Linked DNA regions of Mus musculus: all the other regions are linked to region 1. Evidence: chromatin contacts called from public HiChIP or PLAC-seq, Micro-C and promoter capture Hi-C data. All regions are on one chromosome and are shown on one strand. The core of a region is the stretch at or near the end of the contact, and the rest is flanking DNA. Distances in the headings are between cores, read along the strand shown. Region 1 holds the start of Nat8l (N-acetyltransferase 8-like). Region 2 holds the start of Slc5a1 (solute carrier family 5 (sodium/glucose cotransporter), member 1). Region 3 holds the start of Htt (huntingtin). Region 4 holds the start of Ctbp1 (C-terminal binding protein 1). Region 5 holds the start of Add1 (adducin 1 (alpha)). Region 6 holds the start of Nkx1-1 (NK1 homeobox 1).

What was found. Promoter capture Hi-C pulls out the DNA fragments that hold promoters and counts their contacts. Hi-C and Micro-C count contacts between places; a contact is called where the count stands out from the background. HiChIP or PLAC-seq counts read pairs in DNA pulled down with a chosen protein or histone mark.
Region 2: a promoter capture Hi-C map of embryonic stem cells shows a contact between it and region 1, with 6 times the contacts expected there. The contact joins the promoter of Slc5a1 here to the promoter of Nat8l in region 1. A contact is called at or near these places in 2 of 39 promoter capture datasets (embryonic stem cells and liver).
Region 3: a contact with region 1 is called in a Micro-C map of embryonic stem cells, with 4 times the contacts expected there. The contact joins the promoter of Htt here to the promoter of Nat8l in region 1. A contact is called at or near these places in 3 of 39 promoter capture datasets (the 3T3-L1 cell line, cranial neural crest and hippocampal neurons), 1 of 484 Hi-C or Micro-C datasets (embryonic stem cells), 3 of 115 datasets of contacts at active chromatin or transcription factors (astrocytes, embryonic stem cells and pancreatic cancer cells) and 1 of 9 other capture datasets (embryonic stem cells).
Region 4: a Micro-C map of embryonic stem cells shows a contact between it and region 1, with 6 times the contacts expected there. The contact joins the promoter of Ctbp1 here to the promoter of Nat8l in region 1. A contact is called at or near these places in 1 of 39 promoter capture datasets (liver) and 1 of 484 Hi-C or Micro-C datasets (embryonic stem cells).
Region 5: a contact with region 1 is called in an H3K4me3 HiChIP or PLAC-seq map of embryonic forebrain, with 4 times the contacts expected there. The contact joins the promoter of Add1 here to the promoter of Nat8l in region 1. A contact is called at or near these places in 1 of 484 Hi-C or Micro-C datasets (cortical neurons), 5 of 115 datasets of contacts at active chromatin or transcription factors (VIP interneurons, astrocytes, embryonic forebrain and 2 more) and 1 of 9 other capture datasets (adipose tissue).
Region 6: a Micro-C map of embryonic stem cells shows a contact between it and region 1, with 2.2 times the contacts expected there. The contact joins the promoter of Nkx1-1 here to the promoter of Nat8l in region 1. A contact is called at or near these places in 5 of 39 promoter capture datasets (embryonic stem cells, hematopoietic stem and progenitor cells and liver), 7 of 484 Hi-C or Micro-C datasets (all in embryonic stem cells) and 3 of 115 datasets of contacts at active chromatin or transcription factors (all in embryonic stem cells).

The regions. Positions count from the first base shown.
Region 1 is chr5:33,994,621-33,997,398 of GRCm38.p6, reverse strand. It overlaps Nat8l (N-acetyltransferase 8-like), which reads right to left and starts at 1,415. Exons shown (of 3, transcript NM_001001985.3): 1 at 189-1,415. The coding sequence starts at 555.
Region 2 is chr5:33,102,761-33,105,538 of GRCm38.p6, reverse strand. It overlaps Slc5a1 (solute carrier family 5 (sodium/glucose cotransporter), member 1), which reads right to left and starts at 1,320. Exons shown (of 15, transcript NM_019810.4): 1 at 948-1,320. The coding sequence starts at 1,082.
Region 3 is chr5:34,760,334-34,763,111 of GRCm38.p6, reverse strand. It overlaps Htt (huntingtin), which reads right to left and starts at 1,372. Exons shown (of 67, transcript NM_010414.3): 1 at 1,003-1,372. The coding sequence starts at 1,205.
Region 4 is chr5:33,273,606-33,276,383 of GRCm38.p6, reverse strand. It overlaps Ctbp1 (C-terminal binding protein 1), which reads left to right and starts at 1,380. Exons shown (of 10, transcript NM_001198861.1): 1 at 1,380-1,605.
Region 5 is chr5:34,572,279-34,575,056 of GRCm38.p6, reverse strand. Add1 (adducin 1 (alpha)) reads right to left here and starts at 1,393. Exons shown (of 16, transcript NM_001331082.1): 1 at 1,144-1,393. Mir7036b (microRNA 7036b) reads right to left here and starts at 906; the gene lies at 844-906.
Region 6 is chr5:33,432,727-33,435,504 of GRCm38.p6, reverse strand. Nkx1-1 (NK1 homeobox 1) reads left to right here and starts at 1,415. Exons shown (of 2, transcript NM_011320.1): 1 at 1,415-1,880. The coding sequence starts at 1,415.

The DNA of each region.
Region 1 (2,778 bases), core at 166-2,665:
AAGCGGGTCTCCTCCCAACCGGTCCAGCGTACCGACGCGGCACCGGGGCTCCGAGATGGGAACCCAGAAGGAAGGCAAAGAGAGTCAAGCGCGACGGTCCCCGGAGGGGTCCGCTGGACCCGCTGGAGCCGGGCCGGTGCGGGACTGCCGCAGCCCCGCCGGCCCCCCGCCCCCCGCGGCGCACTGACCGGCCAGCAGGGCGTAGAGCAGTTGGGTGCGCGGGTGCTGCCGCAGGCCGCGGAAAGCCGTGTTGGGGATGCGCTCCAAGATGCCGTCGTAGAAGATGCGGCGCGCCGCCTCCTGCTCGGCTGCGCGGAACTCGCGGATGCACACGCCGCGCCCCTCCGGCGGCCCCGCGCCCCCGGTGCCTCCGTGGGGCTGGGGACCTGCCGCGGGTGGGGGTGCGGCGGCCGGCCCGGGCGCGGCGGGCAGCGGGGGCCACATGGCTCCGGCGGCGACGAGCAGCGCGTCCTTCTTGGCCCCCGGCAGTGCCTCATGGTCCTCCGTAGCCACGATCTTCGTCTCGCAGACCATGTCGGGAGGCCCACAATGCATGCACCCGGCCGGGCGGCGCAGCGCGAGGACGCGAGCCGGCGGCAGCGGGCAGAGCCCGAGCCCAGGGCAAGGGCGCGGCGCCCTCGGACCCGCGGCGGCAGCGGCGGCGGCAGCGGCTCAGGGGCGCAGGGCGGAGGCGGCGGGCGGCCGGGGCGCGCGCAGGGAGCTGCGCCGCATTTTGGAGAAGTATTTATAATGCAGCGGCGCCGGTGCAGTCGCGGCGCCCGGGGTCCCGCAGGGTCCTAGCGTCCACTGCATTGGCTGCCGAGGGTCACCATGTGATCTCGGGGGTGGGAGCAGACGCCGCCTCTGCGCCCGCCCGATGGCACACTTGGGCTGCGTGGCTGGCGGACCGCGGGAGCACGGAGGGGCCGAACGGAGAGCGTGCGAGGAAGTGGTCCTCAGTGAACGACAGCAGGGACAGGGTGCTCAGAGAGGCGCTGCGTAAGGGGCTTGAGGCTCGCCAGGAGGTCGGAGAGTGATGGACGCCTCCTACCCCGCCCCTGAGCTCCCGCAAAGCTGCCGCTGCGCTCGGACCTGCGTTCCTGCAGCAAAGCGTCCTCTTCTTCCGCGGCCGCTGGCAGTAATCACGGAAGTGTCTCCATCTCCCACCCCTTTGTCTGTACGCGGCGCCCGGCCGAAGTCCTCGTGAGGGGCCCCGTGTTCCTTTGGCAGGCGCCCTCCGAGCCCGCGGCCGGGGCCGAACGGACTGAGAGAGTGAGGACGCGGCTGAAATGTGGTTTGATGCACGCGCTGCCTGACAGCCGAACCCCACCCCACTCCAATCTGACACCCGACCGTTCCCGGCAGCGGACCTGCGGAATTGCAGGACCCCTCCCGGCTCGGCCCCCGCCTTCCGCGGTCCGCGCATGCGCCCCGTGGCCTTGGTGCAGGTGCAGCGGGGGCTCGCTTCAGAGCCGCGGTCTCACAGTCCCCCGGAGCAAGACGTGCAGACGCAGCAGACAGGGCGCGCATGGAGTGGGGAATGCGTAGTGGCATATCCACTTTCCTAGGTCACGGGAATGGGCACCCCCAAAGCCGAATCATCCTCGTGCTCGCGGAGACCCTCTCCGGGCCGGAGGACCCTCAGTCTGCGTTATGCCGCACCATTGTTGGAGCCAGCAGAACGGCTAAGGTCACCTAGAGACTGAAGGGGCCTGTCTCGCAAATGGAACCTGGGAGTAGGGTAATCAAACAGCCAGGGTTGTCAGCACAAGGGGACTGAGAAGGAGAGGGTCAGGCTAGAGAGGATTTTCCTCACTGTTTTCGAGACACGGGGGCGGGGGAGTGGGACTTATCTGGGTCCCAGAGGCGACCTTCCTGGACACTGATGCTAAATCTCTCAATATTTCAAAGGAACTCACTGATAGTATCTGAACAGGCCGGGGCACCGACTAGCCACATTGACTTCTCCTGAGTCCCGAGGTTGGCTGGGTGGTCTGCAGGACCAGTGCCGGCCTGTAAGGGCTGAGGACAGTCAGGCAGAAGGGCCCCGAGGAAAGTGAGGCTGAGCATTGAGGACCCATCTGGTGGAGCCAAGAAGTTCTGACTCAGGACCCTAGGTTTGCGGGTCACTGAAGCCTGTAAGCCTTAGAAGCAACAAAATGGTCCGGTGCCTATAGGGTATCTCTCCACACCCCTGACCAGAGTTGCTCCTTCGTCTTTCTGCACCTCCGGGCCTAGGGGATTTGCAAGACTCACATCAGCGCGACCAGAATCCCCCTCAGTTCTGCAGAGCACCCATTCCCTGGTCTGCCTAACCATTCCTTCCATTGCCCCGGTCCTCCTATAATCATTTGCCCACCCCGCCCCCGCCCCCATGGCCATGATGGTGGCCTGCGCTATAACCAACACATCGGAACCGTCTGAAAGCGTGAAGGGGCCAAGACTGGAGCCCAGGGTCTTGGAGACTTAAAGATACTACCCTAGGAGTTGCGCAGACAGCAGGACAATCCATGGCCCTGTTTAGCCCTGTTCCTCCTTCCTGTCGTGGGGCGCCCTCTGCCGTTCTCCCTTAGGCCATTCCTGGGTGGCATCAAGGTCCTCTTTAATAAAGCAGCAGCCTAGAGCCACTCTACCTCTCCCGAGCTCCCCACGATGGCTTACACACTCCTCTGCCTGGGTGTGTAGGAAGACTCAGGAGACCCAGCTTGGCTTCCTCACATCCTGCAGCTGAATGCACCTTCCAGGAGCCTAGAAGTGCCTGCCTACAGCCTGGCAGGG
Region 2 (2,778 bases), core at 71-2,570, 890 kb after region 1:
AGTTCAACCACAGGAGAGCAGTAGTCGAGGTGCCTATGCTAGACACTTGCTACTGTTAAGGAAGCCAGGTATACTGATGAAGCGTCCACCCCACAGGTCCCATGCAAGTGACACTTGGGGAGCCTTTCTGTTATGTGTGATTTATACAATTCTTTTTGAAAATAAAAGAAAAAAATCCATGTTTCCTTTTACTCCCTGATGGAGCTCTGTTAGTGAAAGGGTTAATGCCTGCCATCCTTTCCTAACTCCAGCTTCTTCCACACTTCAACCTTTAGAGGTAACTAAAATGCTTGCACACTTTGCCCAGCTGTTAGGTGTGCCAGCATCATAAATGAACTTTCCAAGTTCCAGGCTTTGAAGAACAAGTTTCTCTGGTTTGGTGTGTCCCAGAGTCCCAAGAGGAGAGATATATATACTTCCCTCTTCCTGAGACCAGTTCACTCTCCGTTCACCTGCTCCTTCCTCATCTCTAACCCCAGATGGCCTCTTTAATTCCACCATGCAAGACCTCTGGATTACCCTTCCCCAGAAGGGGGCATTGGTCAGCCATAGGCTGCCCCAAGCACCTGCAGTCTGCAGAGGTGATGACTTCCTGGCTCTCAGCTGTTGCTTTCCCATTGGAAAGTGGATAATTAAGAGGTCAGACAATGCTGCTCCAAGTTGCCTTTCCTGTCCCTCACATTCTATTCTAGTCTCTGTGACCCTCTACTTCCCCCCTCAGCCCAGGATCTTCCAGGGCCTTTCTGACAGGCTCCCTTCGGCATCCTCTACCTTCCTACCTACAGGCCTCCTGTGTCCTGAACTCTTCCCCAGCGTTCCCGGGATATCTCCACTGTAAGCCCATCCTGCCCCTTTGTGGCTCAGGGAAACCATGGCATTTTTGTGTGTCCTCTCATGCCACACAGTCGCCCTGGCCTCTCTAGCCCGTGCCCAGGACCCGCACATACCCACAGCCCGACAGCCATCACCACCACGAAGTAGATGACGATGACTGAGATGTCAGCCGCATTGCGAATGCGCTCGTAGGACGGGATGGGTGCATCGGTGGCAGTAACCGCGGGGCTCAAGGTGCTACTGTCCATGGCGGTGGCGACGAGTCCCTCTCGGCTCACAGGCTCACCGGGGCCACTCACTCCTTATACTGCTTTTGAGTTAATGATCAGCCCCGAGGGAGGGGACCCGCGACAGTGGGGCTGCGCGGCAGGAACGCTGGGCCCCTGTGCTGCTGCGCTGCACCGCACCGTCGGGAAGCAGCTCCTAGGTGTGCAGTGCCTTAAGAAGACCGAGCAAAGCTCAAGAGAGTCTGCGGGCGCCTGGGCGCCTGGCCGGCAGGTAAAGTCTGTTCTGTGAGCAGGGAGGGGCCTGCTAAGGGGTGGTGACTGCCTGGCACAAAAGTCCTCTGTGTTCCTGCAGTGGGCACCTCGAACAGTTGCCACGCCTGGTCTGCCACGGAGTCCCACGTGAGGCAGAAAAGGAGTTGCTACACAGAGGGACCAGAGGCACCTGGAGCCAAGCATCTATAGGCTGGGGCCCATCTGCGGCAGGTGCTTTTGAAGCAGACCTGGCATCTTTGTGGACTGCCGTCTCTGTGAAAGAGGAGTGCAGGACTTCTCAGAGAACTCAGCCAAGTTCTTGGTCTCCTGGAGAAATGGTCAGGAGGATGAGACTGCTGGACGGTGCTGGGAGAAAGTCAGTACAAATCTCTTGACCACCAGCATCACAGACACCCATTCCCGAACCTCTACAGCATTAGACCCTAGAAACAGTGCAGTTCCCCCCGTAAGAGCAATTGCGGGAGCTACCCACTGCGGGAGCTACCCACTGAGGGAGCACAGAAAGAACAACAACCACCTGCAGCCTGGGAGAAGGGGTCCCACTACTGCCATTCCTTTGTCCTGTGTCTTCACTGAAATGATTCAACCAACCGTGGATGGAAAGAGTTTTGTACTGAACTGGTACCGACTATTTCCCTTGTGATTCTCTAAACAATACAGTATGGTGATGTTTCATAGCTTGCATGCCGTGGTGTTACAAGTAACCTAGAAATGATTTAAAGCACATGAGAAGACATGTGGGTTGTATGTGTGTATATATATATATAATTATGCCATTGTATGTAAAAGACTTGAATTTCAATATTAACCGGATCCTGGAACCAAGCCCCCTCAAAGAGCAAGAGACAACTTGTAATGTGCTCCGAAACCAGTTTAAAGTGTGAGAGGTATCTAGTTGCAGTAGCACACCCCTGTGATCCCAGTGCTCAGGAGACAGAAGAGACAAGGCGATCCTGACCGGAGACTGGGCTATGTATATATAGTAAGACCCTGAATCAAAAAAGTGAAGTGGAGCACACAGCCGAGAAGATGCCAAAGACTCTCTGCCAAGGAGCTCATCACACCCTGGGCATTCAGACAGGTACCTGAACCAGAAGCCCAGGCTCAGAACAAAAATGACTAACAGAGAAAGCATGACTGACCCACAGTCACACAGTGAGCCAACAGCAGCGCTGGCCCTGCAGCCTCGGCCCGTGCAGAGCGTCCGCCCTTCAGGACTTGAAGAAACCCAGTCCCAGACTAGCTTTAGAGAAGAAGCACGGAGCGCCTGCAACACCCCTAGCCTACCTTCCTCCCCTTGAGCTTTTCCTCCAACACTGCCTCAGGCTCCAAGGCATGGGGGAGGAGGTAGCAGAAAAAATGCAAAAATTCACAGCTGGAAGTCAGGAGCCTGGGTTCCAAAGAGCCTAGGCCTCAGAGCCTCAGGGCCTCAGGCCGGTCACTG
Region 3 (2,778 bases), core at 123-2,622, 770 kb before region 1:
GAAATGTTTTGAGCGTCTCTTTTCTCTTAGAGCACTGTGACTCATGGTCTCTCTTCTGTTTCAATATTCTCTCCAGTCACAAGCAGCTAGCTTCCAAAGATCTATAAGATGTCAGCAAAGAACTAAACAGGAACTTTTACTGGCACAAAGTCAGAGTCAGAGTGGCCTATGTTCTAAAACAAGCCTGTCTGCAACACTAGTAAAATTCATTCCCCGGTGAAAACTGAGCACCACCAATGTATCCGTTTTATATAGAACAAAAAATCGATAGGCAGTTAAGTATAAGTCGACTCTTTCATATATATGCACACATATAGTTTTTTATTAATAATCACACCTAAGTAACTCACCATGTACTTGACAAATACAACTCATCCAACTGCCTGCAGACACACAGAAGCACACCTCTCTGGCTATGCTTAAAACCTGGTTTAACTACACTACACCACAAACTAAATGAAACGCCAGGAGAGTACGAAGTGCCTCGAGTCACAGGCTGCTTCAAGTGTCACTTGGAAAAAGAATATCCCATTGGATGCGTTCACACTCCCCCGCCCTCAGCACTCCCGCCGAGACCTCCTAAAAGCATTATGTCATCCACTACCCGCACATCTCTCACGCTGTCCTGCACTCCCAGCTCTTAGGCCTGATGAGGAGGTAACCCTAGAGATCTCTGCCTCTCCAAGTTCTCTTCACAACAGTCATGTGCGCCACCGCCCCAGTTTCTCCAGAAGAGAGAAACAAGTTCGTTCCCTAACTTCGCAAACTGGGAACGGCGAAGGCACTGGAGTCGTGACGCCCCTCAGCGAGTCCCTGGCTGGCCTGACCCGGCTCTGTCTCCTCTGAGGGAGGCCAGAGACCCCGCAAGACGAGGGCCCGGGCCGGGAAAGCCTGGCCTCAGGGAGGTACCGCGACCCTCTGGACAGGGAACAGTGTTGGCCATGCCCAGCACGCAGGCCAGGGGCGCGGGGCCCGGGCGGGAGCTGCGGCGCCCGGACTCACGGTCGGTGCAGCGGTTCCTCTGCCGGACCTGGCAGCGGCGGTGGTGGCGGCGGCGGCTGCCCCTGAGGCGGCGGCTGAGGGGGTTGAGGCGGAGGCGGCGGCGGCGGTGGCGGCGGCGCCTGCGGCGGTGGCTGCTGCTGCTGTTGCTGCTGAAACGACTTGAGCGACTCGAAAGCCTTCATCAGCTTTTCCAGGGTTGCCATGACGGCTTCCTGCCCGATGGGACAGACCCTGAAGACTTGGAGCCTACTGGCACTACGCGGCGCCACTTAGCAGCAAGGCAATGAATGGGGCTCTGCGCGGCAGGCAGAAGCGGAACCAAGGCGCTCAGCCATCTTGGGCCCGTCCCGGCAACCCTCGCGGCGAGTGCGTCCCGTGACGTCATGCCGGCGGAGACGAGGCCACGCCAGACCCGCAGAATTGACAGGCGGATGCGTCGTCCTCTTTCCCGAAGTCAGGACGCAGGCCTGCGGGGCCTCTGCTAGTTTAAGACTCTCCGCCCCGCCGATGTGGCCCCGCCCCTTCCCGCAAAAGCCAGCCCCCCTTAGTGAAGAGGGCCAAGCAAGAGGATGAGGTGGGCGGGGCGGGCTGCTAGATGAGGGACGGAGCTGAGCGGAGAGTGGGCTTTAGGGCGGCTCCCTGGCACCAGCGATAGAAAAGAAGTGAGGAGGTGGGCAGAGGAGTTGGGGAGACCCGGAAGGAAGAAAAGGTTGGAAAGGGGAATGACAGCGAAGAAATTTTCCTGCGTAAAGCCACCCTACACCTGGAGTCACCGGGAAAGCGATTGTGGAGCTCGGAACCCGAAACCCAAAGCAGCTCTCTCTTCCACAAGCCAGGTGGTGGCCTGAGCTTCCCGAACGCAGCGTGCTGGGAGCTCCCTGCAATGAGAAGGGAACCAGAGTGACCTGTATTCAGGACCAAAGAACCCTTTATGATCCGTGGACCCCGAAGCCCCAGAAGTGTCTGCAGTAGAGAAGGCTGAGAAAGGGTTTCAAGCAGGCAGCGAAGGCTGAGAAAGGGTTTCAGGCAGGCAGCAGTAGTTACTGTCCAAAGAAAGGCTGTGTTTCATGCAACTTTGGTCACACACTCTACATTGAGACACGGACCCTGGAAAGTGCTGTGGCAACCAGCCAGGACCTACAAGGGGTCTCATTGCCACCAGCGCTGAAGTCCTTGTCTCTAGAGCCTCCATCTCCCAAAGGTGAGCAATTAAAGCAGGAAGCTGAAAATGGTGTGGATACACCCAAGCTGCCCCTGCAGTCTGCCCAGCAAAAAGTGTTGGCTTCAACCGGGCATGGTGGTGCATGCCTTTAATCACAGCACTTGTAGAATGCTTTTTGAGTAGCATGCACGAAGCTCTGAGTTCAATCCCTGCATTTTATAAACCAGGGGTGGTAATCATGTACTCTGCAGGTAGAACGAGGATCAGGAGTTCCAGGTTTTCCTTGGCTTCATAGTGAATTCAAGTCAGCATGGGCTGTATCAGAACTTGTCTCAAAAGAAAAAGGAAAAGGAAAAAGCCAAGCAGTGATAGAACACACCTTTAATCTCAGCAGTCTGGAGGCAGAGGCAGGCAGATCTCTGAGTTATAGGTCAGCCTGTTCTACAAAGTGAGTTCCAGGACAGCCAGAGCTACATAGAAACCCTGTCTCAAACAAACAAACAAAACCGTTCCGGCTTCAGAAAAAGCTGTCTGGAGGTGATCCATGCAGTGAGAAACCCAATGAAGCTTCAGGCTACCTGTAAGAATCAAATGCCCTATTCCATGGCCATAAG
Region 4 (2,778 bases), core at 131-2,630, 720 kb after region 1:
CTGGGAGGTTTCCGAGGTTTCCTGGGAGGCCCTAAGGGTTTTTTTTTTCTTTTTTTTTTTTCCATTTTTTTATTAGGTATTTAGCACATTTACATTTCCAATGCTATACCAAAAGTCCCCAATACCCACACCCCCCCCACTCTCCTACCCACCCACTCCCCCTTTTTGGCCCTGGCGTTCCCCTGTACTGGGGCATATAAAGTTTGCAAGTCCAATGTGCCTCTTTCAAGTGATGGCCTATTAGGCCATCTTTTGAGCCCTAAGGGTTTTTATACAAGCCCTGATATAATCCCTCACAAGGATGGAGTGATGTGGTGGTCCTAGTCACAATGTGCAAGAAAAAGTGGGAATTTGGGCAGCCTGAGAAGGAATAGGAGGTGTCACTCTGCCATGGAGTTGCTATGTTAGGATGGAACAACTGGGAGGAGCCCTTTGGATGGATCTGTAGGGAGTCACCTGCAGCTCGAGAAAACTGGAACAGACCAGGAGAGACAGTCCAGGATAGGGGTGGGGATTAAGGGAAAGTGTACATCTGCTGGCTTTCCCCCCTAGCCCTCAGTCTATTTAGGAAATACTGTAGCAGGTTTGAGACTCCACCTGTTAGATCTTTTTCTCCATCCATGTCTGCCAATAGATGGAATTGGAAGGTATTTTCAAAGCATTTTTTCTGTAAACAGATGCCCAGGCCCTTGTCATCCCTCATTGATACTGCCCACCTTTCTCAAAGATTTGATTTTCAAAACTCGTAACCATATGGCCTTCAGCATCCTTCAGTTTGGACTGTTCCCGTGATGTTATTATTATTATTATTATTAATTATTATTATTATTTTATTTTATTTTATTTTTTTTTATTTTTATTTTTTTTAACAGCTAAGCGGTATCCCTCGCTACGCCTGTCTGACAGTCCCACCAACAGTCAGTCGCTTACTCTGGGGTGGCCAGCGGGCATCTGTCCCTGCGCACAGATCACTTTCCCTGGCTGGGGCGCTGTCCAGCTCCTGGGTCCTGGGTCCGCGGCCCCAGCTCTAGCGCACAAGGGGCCGAGTGAACCGCTCTCGCTGTCCTCTTGAGGCCCCGGCGACTAGACTGGTAGCGCCCCACGCGGATGGGCTGCTTCACCACTCAGGCTCCGGCCCAGGTCACCGCGCCAAGGAGTGGCAGGGGCGCAGTCCGGGGTACGCGCAGGGGAGGGGAGGCCGGGGGCGGGTACAGCTGGGGGCGTGTCCAGGAAGGGAATCCAGCCTGGGAGGGGCGCTGGGGGTGGGGGCCGAGCGTCGGGCCGGCGGGCAGCTGGGCCCCTGAGCCGCCCGCGTACGTCCAGCGCGCCGCCTTGCCTGCAAACAGCAGACCAACCGAGGCCACGCCCGCGCGCGCGCGCCGCGTGTCCCCGCCCGCTCGTCGGTCGGAGCGCGGCTGGCGGCGCGGTGGCGGCTCGGCACGGCGGTGGCCGGGCGCAGGCGGCCGGGCGGAGTAGCAGACTGCGCCGAAGCCGCCCCAGGCGCAGGGCTCGCGGCGGCGGAGAGCGCCGGACTCATCGGGGCCCGCGGCCACCCGCACCTTTCAATGGGCAGCTCCCACTTGCTCAACAAGGGCCTGCCGCTGGGTAAGGCCGCGCGCGCGCATTTCCGGCTGCGGGCGGGGGGTGGAGGGGCGGGGGCGGGGCGGCCGGGCGCGCGCGGCGCTGGCTTTGTGTGCGAGTGCGCGTGCGCGCTCGCTGCGCGCGCGCCTGGTTGGGGGGGAGAAACCCAGGAGGCCAACGGGTGATGCGCATGCGCGAACTGCTGCACGCGCGTGCGCGTCCCTATTTTCCGATGCCCGCTCGCGACCCGCGCAGGTGACAAAGGGGCCTGTGGTGGTGCGACCCAGACTGTGACCGAGCCGGGCCTGTCTTCCTGGCCCGGGGTCCCGCGAGGATCCTTCTCGTGGACACCCAGCCGGGACCTAGGTGTTCCCGGAGTGACGAGCCTGCGGATTCCGCATGGGCCTCGGGTCGGCAGATCCGGGAGCGGGTAGTCTCTAGAGGTGGCGCTGAGGGAACATGGGTGGCCTACATGCCTATCACCCCTCTGGTCGACTTAGTGATGCTCAGCTTGGCACCTGGATTTGGACCACTTACGTTTTTTTTTATTCATTTATGAAAGTCCTTAAGCCACAGGGGTCCTGCCTGTGGAGGGCAGTCCTTCCTTGGCTGCGTTCCCTGGCCGCGTAGCCTGGCGCACGCGCAGCGAAGACGACCCCACCTTCGGGCGGGGCAGCCGAGAGGTTTCGGATTAGGGAGGAGCCTTTTGCCCACCGTCCAAGTGCCCTACAGTGTCCCTCTCTTTGGCGCTTCCACTTTAATGACCACACGGCTTGACCCCCAGCTCTGTTCTCACAAGGGCACTGCCTTCTTCCTTATAGCCTGAAAGCTGGCAGGGGATGAATCCTCGCAGCGTGTGCTGCCAGCAGGAAATAAGGAACTGTAGGCAGGAGGGAAAAAGGGAGGCGCCCTGTGATGGCCCACTATACCTCTTATCACACAAGGCCATTTTGCAGATCCTGTCAGTTTGTTTCAGGGTGTGGCGGGGTAAGGCCCTCCAGGCCTGCCTTCATCCTGGACTGGTGGTGGGTACTCCTCCCCTACACTGCACCTCTTCAGAGCTGAACTCCCTGGAGGCTCATGTGTATACACACACACACACACACACACACACACACACTTTTGTAGGAAGAGGCTCTGCACCCAAACCAGCAGGGTTATAGTCCAAATTTCCCATGGGGTAGGGAGGGCAGGCCC
Region 5 (2,778 bases), core at 144-2,643, 580 kb before region 1:
AAACCCTGAAAAGCTGTTCTGAAGGTCAACACCATTCATACTTCCTCAAAAAACAACTTTACTATCAGGGTGTGGTGTCAACCTCAAGGTAATCCTAGAACTAGGGGCAGAGGCAGAAATTTTCAGTTCCAGACCATTCTGGGCTGCGAATTGACGAAGCATAGCAAAGTTTTAGAATTAAAATGTGATCCCTACGTCACTGGCTTTAATTAAAGACTGCGATTTTTAGAATCCCACCCGCATAAAACTCACCTCCGACCTGCAACCTCCTTCCTCTCTGGAGCCTGTTGAGTCCACCCACGACTCCCAGCTTGCTTGCAAAGGAGACATAGCGGATCCCTTAGCAATCTAGTTCCTATCCCGACTGAGATTTCAACCCACTTTTGACAAACACACAATCTCTCTGAAATTCTTGAGCAGTTATGCATAGACAGATTTTAGCTTTGTTCTTGGTCTTTGGGAGTTTAACAACGTTAGGCCTAAAATCATGGTCAAAACAACAGCAGTTTCAGGTGAACCAAAATATTTATTTTTAAGATGGGTGTGCATAAAACAAACACAACTCATCTACCAAATACCTTGAACCAGGAACTGAATTATAAAAACGAAGTGTTTTTAGGAAGAGGTCTGAACGATAAAACAGAGAGGAAAGGCAAGCCCCATCTCCAGGAAGTTCCACGACCACCTCATTACTACCATCCGTGGACAGAGCTGGCTTTTTTCTCTTGGGGCAGAAGGTGTCAGTTTTTAAAAGAGCCGACAAGCGGAACCCAGATGCACCTTTCCACAATCTCTGCAGTGACCAGCATTTGGAGCCACCATTAGCACAATGCTGACCCGGGAGGACCCCGAGGCCCACCAGGAAGCTCAGAGCCGAGCAAGCCGCTTCCACAGAGAACCCCGCGTCCGTCCGGGCCATCCTGGGAAGCGACGATGCAGTGTCCTCGCCCCCGCACTCGGAGGCAAGCACCTAGACCCCGGGCACCCCGCGCCGCAGCGACCTAGCCGCGCCCTCCTCAGCGCACCAGAGGCGCCCCAGAGGCCCCGGGCCCTGCCCAGCCCTGCCCTGCCCGCCCAGCACCGCCGCCCCTGCCCTACGCCCGCTGGGGGCCCCGGAGACCTCGCCGCGCTCCCGGGCCTCACCTCCGCGGAGAATCGGGGAGAGAGCACGGCTTCCCGGGTCCGAGTGCGGCCGCCGCCTCGCCTGCGGCTCGCGCTGGGCTCCGCCCCCTGGCTGCCGCGCACCCCCCGCCGCCTGCAGCAGCCCTCGTCCTCTCCCGCCCTCAACCCTCACCCCTCTACTCGCCCCCGCCGCCAAGCTGGGTGCGGCCTGCGGCGCTGCGGCCCAACAATGCACAGCCCCATTGGTCTGAACGCCCTACCGCCGTCCAGCACTACTCTCTGTTATTGGTCAATCTTAAGCAAGGGGCAGGCCCGGAGAAGGGCGGGGCCCTGGGAGGCGGAGAGAAGGGTAGACTCCGGCCTCCGGCTGAAGGCGGTGTCACAGTGGGATTAGGGGTCGCTTTGGCTGCGTCCGGGACGGCGGGCTGGTGCACCTGCTCACAGGAACGCTAGTTCTCCCACTGAGACGGTCAGACCCACAAACTGACTGCGAACGGACACGGTCTAGGTGCGCTTCAGGCGAGAAGATCAGTAGGCAGTTTGGGAGACTGGGCTGTCAATCAGGGTGGAGTCAGGACTGAGATGTCTGTGTGTGCTCTGATAAAGCTCCACAGACAGGAAGGGCCCGCCGGATGACAGTGGATTAACAAACACCGAGGCCTCTTCAGAGGCAGGGAATGAGGCTAGGTGAGGCCTTGGCAGAACCAGTCCACCTGGCAGCGACCTGGTAAACTAACCTAAGGATCAAGTCCCTACTGTCTCTCCTGTCAACTGAATCCTAAAAGACCCAAAGGAAACAAAGGGGTCCCGCTCCTGGTTCCCTTCAAACCATTAAAGGTTGAAGCCTCGAGCCTGGCTCAAGTGACAGAAGTGTGTATCCAAGCCTCTCCTCAGCCAGGCGTGGTGGCGCACGCCTTTAATCCCAGCACTTGGGAGGCAGAGGCAGGTGGATTCTGAGTTCGAGGCCAGCCTGGTCTACAAAGTGAGTTCCAGGACAGTCAGGGCTACATACACGGAGAAACCCTGTCTCAAAAAACAAAAACAAACCGATCCTCACAGCAAGAGCTCTGAGTTTGACCCCATAAGGGTCAGAGAGGTTGTGGATTCCAGTCAGTACCCTCTGTCCTAGGAACATTTGCCCTACATGTTGACTGTTCTCAGATGACTTTTCTGACATCCTCCAGCACCCAGCAACAAGTCTAATGCCAGTGAAAGTTTGCTGAAGAGAGAGAGTTTTCGATAATCAACTGTCATTCTCCATGATCCATCTGTTTTCTGCACTGGCCAGATAGGAGAGTTAAACGGAGATGTGGTGGGAACCACCACCCCTGCATCTTTCAAGTCCTTGATAGTGGCAGTAATTTCTGCAATTCCTCCAGGAATACGATACTGTTTTTGATTCACTATTTTCTTTGGCAGAGGCAACTCTAAAGGCTTCCATTTGGCCTTTCCAACCATAATAGCCCTCACTCTACAGTTCAGGGAACCAATATGAGAATTCTGCCAATTTCTGAGTATATCTATCCCAATTATACATTCTGGAACTGGGGAAATCACCACAGGATGTGTCCGGGGACCTATTGGACCTACTGTGAGTCGGACATCAGTCAAAACTCCATTAATCACCTGCCCTCCATAAGCCCCTACTTTAACTGG
Region 6 (2,778 bases), core at 166-2,665, 560 kb after region 1:
GCAGGCTCTCGGGACCGTAGTGGGAGGAGGAATGCATACCCGCTGGAGCACACGTCGTAGGCGCACACACTCACACTCTGGGCACGCCAGTTCCATCGCCGGGTCCCACCTGGGTCCTTCAGAGGCGGGTCAGCTCATTGGCCTGAGCGAGAGGAGGAGGAAAACTAGGAAGCGAAGCATCGGCTACCTGACCCTCATCCTCCAAAGCCGGGCTCGACCTTCCGAGGTCGTCCGCCGAGACTGTCCTGTAAATCTCCAGACTGGACAAGACGGTGCACAAACGCTCAGGCCTCAAACGGCCCTTCTGATTTGTTAGGGATGGGGAAGAGGACAGTTTCCGTATTATTTCTGGAAGAAACACATATTTTCCCGTTACATGAAGGGTATCGATCTTTATGTAGGCCACCTGCTATTTGTGCGATTTTTCGGTCACCCTTTGGGGGGGGGGCGGGGACTAGGACGGCCGTCTAGCCCTACTCATTTCGATTCCACTTCTAATGAGCGTCACTCGCGGGCGCCAGCCCCGCCTCTTGCGGGGGATTTCGAGTCGTCCCTAATTTGATCCAGCCAAGGGGGCGGGAGTCAAAGCCAGTGAGGATGGAGGGACAGAGATTCTGACCAGATTGCTCCAGACGCGGAAAAACAGCAATCGAGGGCAGCGGAAACCGAAACTCTGGGAACACGCCCCACAAGGGGCTGAAGACCCTGGAGAGACTCAGAACCCGCAAGAACCCCTCTCTCCCTTTCCGTCCTAGCAGCGGAAGGCGCGAGAGCCCCTGGTGCCAGGATAGCCCAGAACCCCGCGTGCCACGGCAGCAGGAGAGACCTGCCTTAGCGGTACCCTGAGCTGGGATGTCCAGGCCAACTCGGGGCGCGTGGGTTCCCACGTCCTGGGGCCTCTGCAGCCCTCCACAGCCAACTGATCCCGCAATTATTTAAAAGGCGACTGTCTCCTCCCCCTTCGCCAAGGAGGCGGGCACGCAGTTTCCAGCCCCGCGGAGGCGCAGCGGCACGGTGCTGAGCACCCCAGCCTCCAGTGGACTGTGCTCTGGCTCCGGGCAGGGCGTCTGTCTGTCCGTCTCTGCGGCTCAGTCCGTGAGTCCCGTACCGGGCCCGCCTACTCCGCTTGGGACCGTTCGCAGCCAATTAGGCGTGAGCGCTAACGAGGGAAGCGGAACCCTGCGGCCGCCTGCGGGCGCACGTGTGTGCGGCGTGTGGGCGCGTGGGCGCCTCCGGCGGGGCCGCCATAAATGCACTGGCCCGGCGCGGCGGGCGCCTGAAGCGGTGGCGGAGGCAAGGCCAGGCAGCACCAGCAGAGCGGGAACAGCTGGGCTGAGGCTGATTTTGCGGGGCGCAGGGATGGGATCCCAGTAGGTAGCGGGGGCCCGAGCCGCCTGAGCGGCCCGAGGCCCGCATGAGTACCAGCGGCCCGGCGGCACCCGGGGACGTCCCCGCGCTGCCACCGCCACCGCCCGGGCCCGGCTCGGGGCCCGCACCGCCGGCTCCTGCGGCTACAGCTCGGGACACTATGGACGGACGAGCTGAGCTGCCCATCTTTCCCCGGGCTGGAGTGCCACCGCTCGCGGCCAGCGACACTGTTCCCGCGGTGCCAGAGGGGGCTGGAGCGGCCCGGCCCGCCGCGCCCCCGCGCCCCACCTCCTTCTCCGTGTTGGACATCCTAGATCCCAACAAGTTCAACAGTAGGAGACGCCGCTGCGTGCTACTGGGCCCTGTGGTGCCCGCTACGTGTGCCCCATGCGCCCCGGCCGCGTGCGTCGCGGTCCCCGCTGCCTCCGGACGTTCGCCGCGCGCAGAGCTAGAACGCCGAGCCCTCTCCGCCGCCACAGGAGTCGCAGCGGCCGCGGGAGCTGAGCCTACAAGTGAGTATAAGGGGTTGGTGATAGGGGCGAGGACACCGACTGCTCCGGAATGTTTATGCTCCCGGCGAGCTGGGCCTGACCCAAGCGCCGCCGGGCTCTGTGGAAAGTTCGCAGAGCGCGGGGTCCGCCCCAAGCATCCGTGGCCTCCTCCCGACCCGGACTCTAGGGCCCTCACTGCTGCACGCTTCTGGAAAGGTTCTGTTGGGCCAAATCTGGGGCCTTGGGGTTGCGACTACGGTCCAGGATTCATCTAGTCAATCTTTGGTGTTGGAGGGTAGTTGGTGCTGGAGGCAAAGGGACATGCGGCGACTGACTTGGTGACTTACCCACCCCCACCGTGGCCTTCCCGGCCCTCCCCCTTTGGACAAATCAGACTAATTGTGACAAAACGCTGGTTATCTCTGGAAAAACAATTAAATCCCTTCGATTACAGTTAAAGGGAAATGTGCTTAGCGGCGGAAAGCGGCCGGTAATGGGGCGGCCCGCGCCCCCTTTGCGGTCGATATCCCATTACGGCGCATGCATATCTCTTTCAAGCACCTTGCAAACTCCCCCCGAACATCTAAATTATAGGGTCAAAATTCGGATAATTACTCGATTAAAACCTATTACACTTATTAGGGGCCGCTATTGATCGCGAATTGCATTCGACCAGCTCCTGATTGCTTTTTGTGCCCCTCCCCCGTCCTCCTCTAACTTCTTGGCCCCTGCGCCTCTCATGGACCAGAACGCTCAGGGAGAACTGGACTGGGGCCGCCAGCTCTACCAACGCGGTTGCATTGACCTTCCGTTCCTAGAGAGAGGAAGGGCAGGCCATGCAGGCTGCAGTTGGACCCCTCTCTCCGCCAAGGGGTTGGTCTACGAGGAACTCGCGGCTGCCTGCTGGAGCTGTGTAGGG